2 separate regions of the Pan troglodytes genome follow, and region 2 is linked to region 1. Evidence: chromatin contacts called from public Hi-C data. All regions are on one chromosome and are shown on one strand. Each heading gives the region's core, a stretch centred on a gene start, on an enhancer-like site or on the middle of the called end of the contact. The rest is flanking DNA. Distances are from core to core; before and after follow the strand shown.

Evidence for each region. A called contact is a pair of places that touch in the nucleus more often than the background predicts.
Region 2: a Hi-C map of a lymphoblastoid cell line shows a contact between it and region 1, with 8 times the contacts expected there. The contact joins the promoter of CCDC175 here to the promoter of GPR135 in region 1. A contact is called at or near these places in 1 of 7 Hi-C or Micro-C datasets (a lymphoblastoid cell line) and 1 of 1 datasets of contacts at active chromatin or transcription factors (stem cell-derived excitatory neurons).

The regions. Positions count from the first base shown.
Region 1 is chr15:57,458,255-57,462,517 of NHGRI_mPanTro3-v2.0_pri, reverse strand. GPR135 (G protein-coupled receptor 135) reads left to right here and starts at 2,951. Exons shown (of 1, transcript XM_016926921.4): 1 at 2,951-4,263. The coding sequence starts at 3,072.
Region 2 is chr15:57,569,227-57,573,126 of NHGRI_mPanTro3-v2.0_pri, reverse strand. It overlaps CCDC175 (coiled-coil domain containing 175), which reads left to right and starts at 2,217. Exons shown (of 18, transcript XM_054666613.2): 1 at 2,217-2,467. The coding sequence starts at 2,311.

The DNA of each region.
Region 1 (4,263 bases), core at 1,702-4,201:
AAGGATTGGGGTCCTTATTCTAAAATAAATGGGGAAAGCCAATAGGGTTTTTTTTTTAAAGAGACATGGTCTCACTATGTTGCCCAGGCTGGCCTCTAACTACTGGGCTCATACGATCGATCCTCCCTCCTCAGCTTCCTAAGTACCTGGGACTACAGGCACATGCCACTACACTGGCCTAATTAGAAGAGTTTAAATAAGTAAGTGGCATGAAGAATTTTTTTTAAGAGCATTATGCCTAGCTGCCTACAATGTAGGGACTGGATGTGGGAAGACCGGTTAGGACAACAGTGACAACAGTAGTCCAAAGAGAGGATGAGAGCCAAGATTCAGGATGGAGGAGGTGAATGGATGCAAAGATAGTCCGCAACTAAAATCCATAGGTCTTGGTTGATGAATTGGATGTGGACTGGTGGTAAGGAGGAGGGATTTATCAAGGAAAACTCTTAAGTTTTTGGCTTAAAAGCTAGAAGGATGGTTCTACCATATTCTGAGATACAGAGTATTGAAGACCAAGTTTTTCAGGGGAAGTAGGAAGAGGATCATGCACCCATTTGATGTGCCACTGGCACATCAAGGAGACAGATGCCAAGTAGCAGGACATGTAGGTTGGGGCCACAGACATAATTTGAGTAATGAATATATAGATAATCTTTGAAGTCCTGGATGTGAGTGAGATGGGGCTGAGGGGGGAGTCCAGAGGAGCTGAGAACAGGGCTTTGATGAACTCCAGCATGTAAAGGCAGGTGGAAGAGGATGAACTGGCAGAGGAGAGGACACTTGAGAAAGATGAGGAAGGAAGGAAGCAGAAGAGTGCAGTCCTTCTGGTCCTTCTGAACCATGCACTTGCTCACGGCCCTCCCTTGTGCTATTAGCCCCTCCTCCCCTGATGAAGTTCAGTCTCCAGAGCATGGCCTACAAGGCCCATCATAAGGTAGCCCCAATAAACTTTGATCATTTATTTCCTTCTTCACTCCCCATCTCCAATATCCTAGAATTCAGACACTGCTCACTTCAACACTAACCTCCAGACTTTGCACATGCATCAAATGTTCTTTCCCTTTCTTCTTTTTTAAAAAAGTCTAATGTCACCTCTTGTACAAAGTCTTTGTCAGGAAGAGTTAGTCACCTCCAAATAATTTCACTCACATATTTTTAAGACAATATTTAGCACACTGTAATATACTGTGTTGGCCGGTGGCTTAAGCTTATTTGGGCTGGGTTTCCTATCTTATATGTTGTTTCCTAAAACTAAGCACAATCTTAGAAGATTGTGTTTGCCAAATAAATTAATGTATGATAATTATATTTTTGCTTTGATTGACAAAATTAAGACAAAATCAGTCTAGATTAAGCTGGCGTTGACTGCTCCCAAGAGGATATTTGGCAATATCTGAAGACAGTTTTAGTTGTCACAGCTGGGAGAGGTGCTACTGGCATCTCGTAGGTAGGGACTAGGGATACTGCTGAACATCGTACAATGTATAGATGGCCCCTGCAATAAAGAATTATCTGGCCCAAAAGTCCATGATGCTGAGGCTGAGAAACCCAGTTTTGGTTTGCCACCTTAAACGTTCTTCTATTTATACTGTAAATTTCCTGTAGGATATTTTTTCTGAATGAAATAAGCACTCCAATACTAATACCATTGATTCTAAGATCTACAAATGTACTAGTCATTCTTTAGAGTAGTGTTTCTCAAATTTGTGCATCAGAATCACTGGGAGGGCTTGTTAAAACATAGGTGCCTGGGCCCCACCACAGGAGTTTCAGTAGATCAGGGGTATCCTATGCACTGTAGGCGTGATAATTTGTATTTCTCAAGGTTTCCAGGGGATGTTGATGCTGCTGGTCCAATGTCCATACTCTGTGAACCACTGCTTTAGCGAAGAGCCCAGGGTTAGTTAACCTGAGGGTTTATCACACTTTTCCCCATTAGAGGCCATGCCCAGAAACTTGAGATGCAACTTCCCTGGGTAGCCCTGCCTTTCTTTTCCCCGTATCTCCCAGCCAGGTACCTGGAGCTGCATCTGTGATGATTGCCAGGCTGGCAGCACCTTAGACTCAAAACATACCCCATTCCTGAGAACAGATGAAGGCTGCTAGCAGGGCAAGGCACCAATCCCTCTCCCCCCATTTATCAGCCAGTAGGGGCCTGAGGTCCAGGCCCTTGGAAATGAAGTAACATCTAAAGGAACTATCCTAGCTCCTCAGAGCACCTGTATCAGAATCACCTACGGGGTTTAGAGTCATGGGCCCATCCTTAGTAATTCTGTCAGCCTGGGAATTTGCATTTTATGAAACTCTTGACATCAGTGGTTCTCTAAGTGTGGTCCTGGGACCAGCATCATCATCACCACCCGCGAACCCGTTAGAGATACAAATTCTTGGGTACTTCCCCAGACATATTCGAAACGCTGGGGTTCAGACCTGTCACTTGTATTTTAACACGCCCTCTATGTGAATTCTGTTAGCTCAAGTTTGAGAATTACTGGTTTAAATTAGTCTGCTTCTCAAGTTTAAGATGTCTGGATGTAGACTTCCGGATTTTTCTTTCACTTCACTTTCTAAATTCCTTTCCTACCTGTATATACCAAAAGCACCCACAGGAAGCAAAGTGCCCCCCCACCACTCCCCAAAAGGCCTGCCTGTAGAACATTTGTACCCTACAAAAGAGAGCAAGAGTGAACTTTCGTTGAATCTGGTCATTTGTTTGCATGCCAGTCGGCACTTTATCTGGCCGGACAGTGGTCCCTCAGGAGGTCGACCTGGCACTCTCGGAAACCGGAAGACCCGGGCCGGTAACCTCCGGAGTGGCGGTGTCGCGGGTCGGCTTTGCAGCGGGTACTGGGCTGCCGTCCCGCCCCGCAGTCCTGCGTAAACACGCGGTTCCCTCGGCAACGCTGGAACCCACGTCAAAGGCTCCGCCAGGTCCCCAGCGACCGCCACCCCTCCGGCCGAGCCCAGCTCCCCGCGGCGGCCGCTAGCCCCCGGCTCCGAGCCACCACTCAGACCTAGCGGCCGCCGCCCCCGGTGCGGGATGAGGAGATCCGCGGCCGCCACTGGGCCACATGGAGGAGCCGCCGCCGCCCCGCCCACCAGCGAGCATGGCCTTACTGGGCAGCCAGCACTCCGGCGCCCCCTCCGCGGCCGGCCCACCTGGCGGGACTTCCTCCGCGGCCACGGCGGCCGTGCTCTCCTTCAGCACCGTGGCGACCGCGGCGGCCGCGGCGCTGGGGAACCTGAGCGACGCAAGCGGAGGCGGCACAGCTGCCGCTCCCGGTGGCGGCGGCCTTGGCGGGTCCGGGGCAGCGCGGGAGGCGGGGGCGGCGGTGAGGCGGCCGCTAGGCCCGGAGGCGGCGCCGCTGCTGTCGCACGGAGCTGCAGCGGCGGCCCAGGCGCTCGTCCTCCTGCTCATCTTCCTGCTGTCTAGCCTTGGCAACTGCGCGGTGATGGGGGTGATTGTGAAGCACCGGCAGCTCCGCACCGTCACCAACGCCTTCATCCTGTCGCTGTCCCTATCGGATCTGCTCACGGCGCTGCTCTGCCTGCCCGCCGCCTTCCTGGACCTCTTCACGCCGCCCGGGGGTTCGGCGCCTGCCGCCGCCGCGGGGCCCTGGCGCGGCTTCTGCGCCGCCAGCCGCTTCTTCAGCTCGTGCTTCGGCATCGTGTCCACGCTCAGCGTGGCGCTCATCTCGTTGGACCGCTACTGCGCCATCGTGCGGCCGCCGCGGGAGAAGATCGGCCGCCGCCGCGCGCTGCAGCTGCTGGCGGGCGCCTGGCTGACGGCCCTGGGCTTCTCCTTGCCCTGGGAGCTGCTCGGGGCGCCCCGGGAACTCGCGGCGGCGCAGAGCTTCCACGGCTGCCTCTACCGGACCTCCCCGGACCCCGCGCAGCTGGGCGCGGCCTTCAGCGTGGGGCTGGTGGTGGCCTGCTACCTGCTGCCCTTCCTGCTCATGTGCTTCTGCCACTACCACATCTGCAAGACGGTGCGCCTGTCGGACGTGCGCGTGCGGCCGGTGAACACCTACGCGCGCGTGCTGCGCTTCTTCAGCGAGGTGCGCACGGCCACCACCGTCCTCATCATGATCGTCTTCGTCATCTGCTGCTGGGGGCCCTACTGCTTCCTGGTGCTGCTGGCCGCCGCCCGGCAGGCCCAGACCGTGCAGGCCCCCTCGCTCCTCAACGTGGTGGCCGTCTGGCTGACCTGGGCCAATGGGGCCATCAACCCTGTCATCTACGCCATCCGCAATCCCAACATTT
Region 2 (3,900 bases), core at 968-3,467, 110 kb before region 1:
CTCGGAATTTTTTTTCTTTTATTAAGTGATGATTCATGTTGTTTGCCTAGATTTCTATTTCAGAATTTATAAAGTTTCCTTTGAAAAATTGTGGTTGAATTTTGTACAGGGCATCCCATATAAAAGGAACCATGAGACAAGTTAGAAGCTGATCGTCTCTCACAAAATATTTAATTTATAAAAATTAAATATTAATTGAATACTGTACATTTCTTTTTCAACTTGCTTTTCCCACTTTATACATATGTATGTGTATGTACATGTAACTTTCTCACAAAGTTCAGGGAAAAAGAAAGTATTAGAGACATGAAGGGAAATAGAGAAATGTAAGAAAATCTGTAACAAATCCAGTAAGTGGGGAGGACACAAAATGCCCCCTTAAGATTAGCCTTTATTCATAGATAATGGAGAGCAATGTGATCCAAATGATGCGATATGTAGGAAGAGTCTTCTGGTGACAGCTTAAGGGTTGCCTTGAAGTAGTCCAGTCTAGATATTTCCGGAAGAGAGAAGTATATCACAAGGAATTTGTTACAAGGGGTATAGAAGCCAAAGGGTAAGAAGATAAAGAAGACCCCAGACATCAGAGCTGCCATAACACCTGTACTGTATGCACAAGTTCACATTTAGTGCTGAGCAGCTGGAGACTGCTGGAGTCACTTGGCTCCTACTCCTGCCACTTCTAGAGCCACCAAAACTGCTGGGACCTACAGTCAACTGTAGCCTGAAACTACCACTTCTGGAGGCAGAAATGCATGATTTCTCGGCCTTCTAATCTCCCACAAGTGTTTCCCATTAGTGGAACTTACCAAGAAAACAGGTGGCAAGGACATCCAGGAAATTTCATATCCAGTCTTCTTACTCCTGCCGCACAGAGGAGGGTCCAGAAGGGCAGGAACAGATTTGAATACCAATAGACCAAATCCAGCAAAAAAGGAGGATGTTGTCCAGGATGGTTTCCAACACCAAAATATGGCACTTCCTGGATGAAGGAGGCCTGGATTCTAGAACTAGTTCTGCTACTGGTATGCTGTGACCCCTCCAAGGCAGTGTTGCACAGTGGCTTAGGACGTAGCTCAGTGCCCTCACTTGCAAAGCAGGCAATAATACCTAGCTCAAAAGATTATTTGTGAGGGTTAAATGGGGTACTGCAAAGTATTTAAAACGGTGCCTGGAACACAATAAGCATTTAACAATTGATAGCTATTGTCATTGTTACTATCATTCTAATTTCAATTTTGCCATCTGTAGAGAAAAGAAGAGGAGGGTTGAATCACCTTTGCTTCTCTCTAACCCACCAGAGGAAAAGGAACTGACAGACTCAACCTAAGCCTCATGCTAAGCTGAATTTTGGAGATGCAGAGAAAAATGAATAATATCCTCCTGTCCCTGTCATCACAGAGCTCACAGTTCGATGGGAAGACAGAGAAAAATCACTATGATTCAAGGCAAAATGTGCTCAGTGATGTACTAGATACAAGGAAAGTTCTAAAATAGTACAAAAGAAGGTTTTGTAGCATAGTAGAGTCATACAGACTTCAATTTATTATTTTATTTTATTATTTTGAGATGGAGTTTAGCTCTTGTCGCCCAGGCTGGAGTGCAATGGCGAGATCTCGGTTCACTATAACCTTTTCCTCCCGGGTTCAAGCGATTGTCCTGCCTCAGCCTCCTGAGTAGCTGGGACTACAGGCACGCGCCACCACGCCCGGCTAATTTTTGTATTTTTAGTAGAGATGGGGTTTCACCATGTTGATTAGGCTGGTTTTGAATTCATGACCACAGGTGATCCTCCCGCCTTGGCCTCCCAAAGTGCTGGGACTACAGGCGTGAGCCACCTCGCCCGGCCCAGACGTCACTTTAAATCCAATATTATCCTCTTGTGGTCCTGAGCCGTTCACTTAGTCGCCCGCGCCTCAGTTTACGTGTCTGTAAAAGTGGAGGTACTAAAAGAGCCTGCTCACAAAGTCCTTGTGAAGATTAAGTGAGCTACTGTATATAAAGGTTCTCCTGCAGTACCCGGCACAAAGATGCGCTCAAAAGTGATCATTATTATGATTCCAGTGGTCCACAAAAAAAGACACAGGCCTGAACTAACGCAATGGAAATTGAAAGGGGGAAAAGTTAGCTAAAGAGAGAGTCATTCTTCCCAGACTGCTTAATTATCGTGGATAAAATTAGAGAACCAGGAGGGTACCTACTACAGGTGCGGGCCACGAGGGGGCGCCCCAGGACCTCGGTGTCCTCGTTGCCCGTGGCAACCGGCAATCCTTGGCTCTGGCTTAGGAGGCGCTCAAGTAGAGCGGCAAAATGGCCCTGAGCCCCTGGACCCCAGGGCTGGGCGCTGGCGAGAAGCTGGTGCAGGCGGCTGCCGTCTCCACCGGCCCCTCCCTGGAGTTATGCACCTCACCCTCCACCCTGGGCTCCTCGGTCGCGGTCGAGGCGCTGGAGCAGCTGTTTGTTGTGGGTAAGACGCCCCTCGGGCGCTGGAAGGGACGTCTCCTCAGAGGTGGCGCTTAGGAGGCACTCAGCGGGAACCCTGAGCGGGGACTCTCCTCCCGGAACCAGGGCATCACTGGGCAGGGCAGAGCCTTCTCCCCGCTCCTTGGAGGCTGGGGAGAGAGAGGTGGCGGGTGGGACCAAGTGCCCAGCTCTCCTGCTCTAGCGCAGCTGAGGTGACTTCGCTCAACCCTCAGTAGTAGTTAAATTACTGAGGTGACAAATCCGGGACTCCCAAGCCACTGCCCTATGCCTGCGACCTGATTACACACCTGCATTTAGATTATGCCTTCGATTTCAGTTCTCTTCCTGCCGTTCCTTTACAAGTTAACTTCCTCCGACATTTTGCCGTGGCAAACTGGAGAATTTAACAAGCAAATAGGAAAGGGAGTGTTTAAGAGGCTCCTGTTGTGTTGAGCAAGAAAAATTAGATGTAAAGGGTTGTTTAGGAGATTCTAATAGAAAACGACCTTGGATAGGGCCAGGTTAAAGTATTTTTCAGTTAGAAAGCTGAACCTGTAATCAAGTCACTTAAGCTTAAGGTAAGACAATCCAAGAAAGGGTGTTTCTTGTTCGGTGCAAAAACCGTTTAGGCCAAACAACAAAACATTTCAGTGCTTCACTAGAATCATCCCATTTCTTCAAGATAATCGTATTGATTTATGTTACAATGTTACTATTAATTTGGGATAGTTTTTATTTTCCTTCTTAAATGCGCTAGGTTAATTTCACAATTCTTAGCAAATATGCTTGGGTAAATGTTATCATGAAGAATGTTGGCCGGGCGCGGTGGCTCATGTCTGTAATCCCAGCACTTTGGGAGGCCGAGGCGGGTGGATACCTGAGGTCAGGAGTTTGAGACCAGCCTGGCCAACATGGTGAAACCCCGTCTCTACTAAAAATACAAAAATTAGCCGGGCGTGGTGACGCACGTCTGTAATCCCAGCTACTCGGGAGGCTGAGGCAGGAGAATCCGTTGAACTCAGGAGGCAGAGGTTGTGGTGAGCCGAGATGGTGCCACTGCACTCCAGCCTGCGCGACAGAGCGAGACTCTGTCTCAAAAAAAAAAAAAAAAAAAAGGAATGTTACCCACTGAGGAGACCTAAAGTTATTAAGACCTAAATTATTCACATGTATCTGAGGTCATTGTCAATGACAGACCTAGAACCTTGAACTCTTTTCATACTTGATCTCTAGATCGGCATGCCAATGCAACCCTAGTACTTATGTACAAATACATTTTTCTGTTAATGTCTAGACACTCAGAACATATTTCATAGGAAAAAAAATCATTACACCCTCTTGCCCTGAGTTATAAAATATTAATATGTAAATCTCCAGCACATTTGTCCTCAAGGAGCATAAAATATATACCTAAATTATAACATTATGGAATAGGAA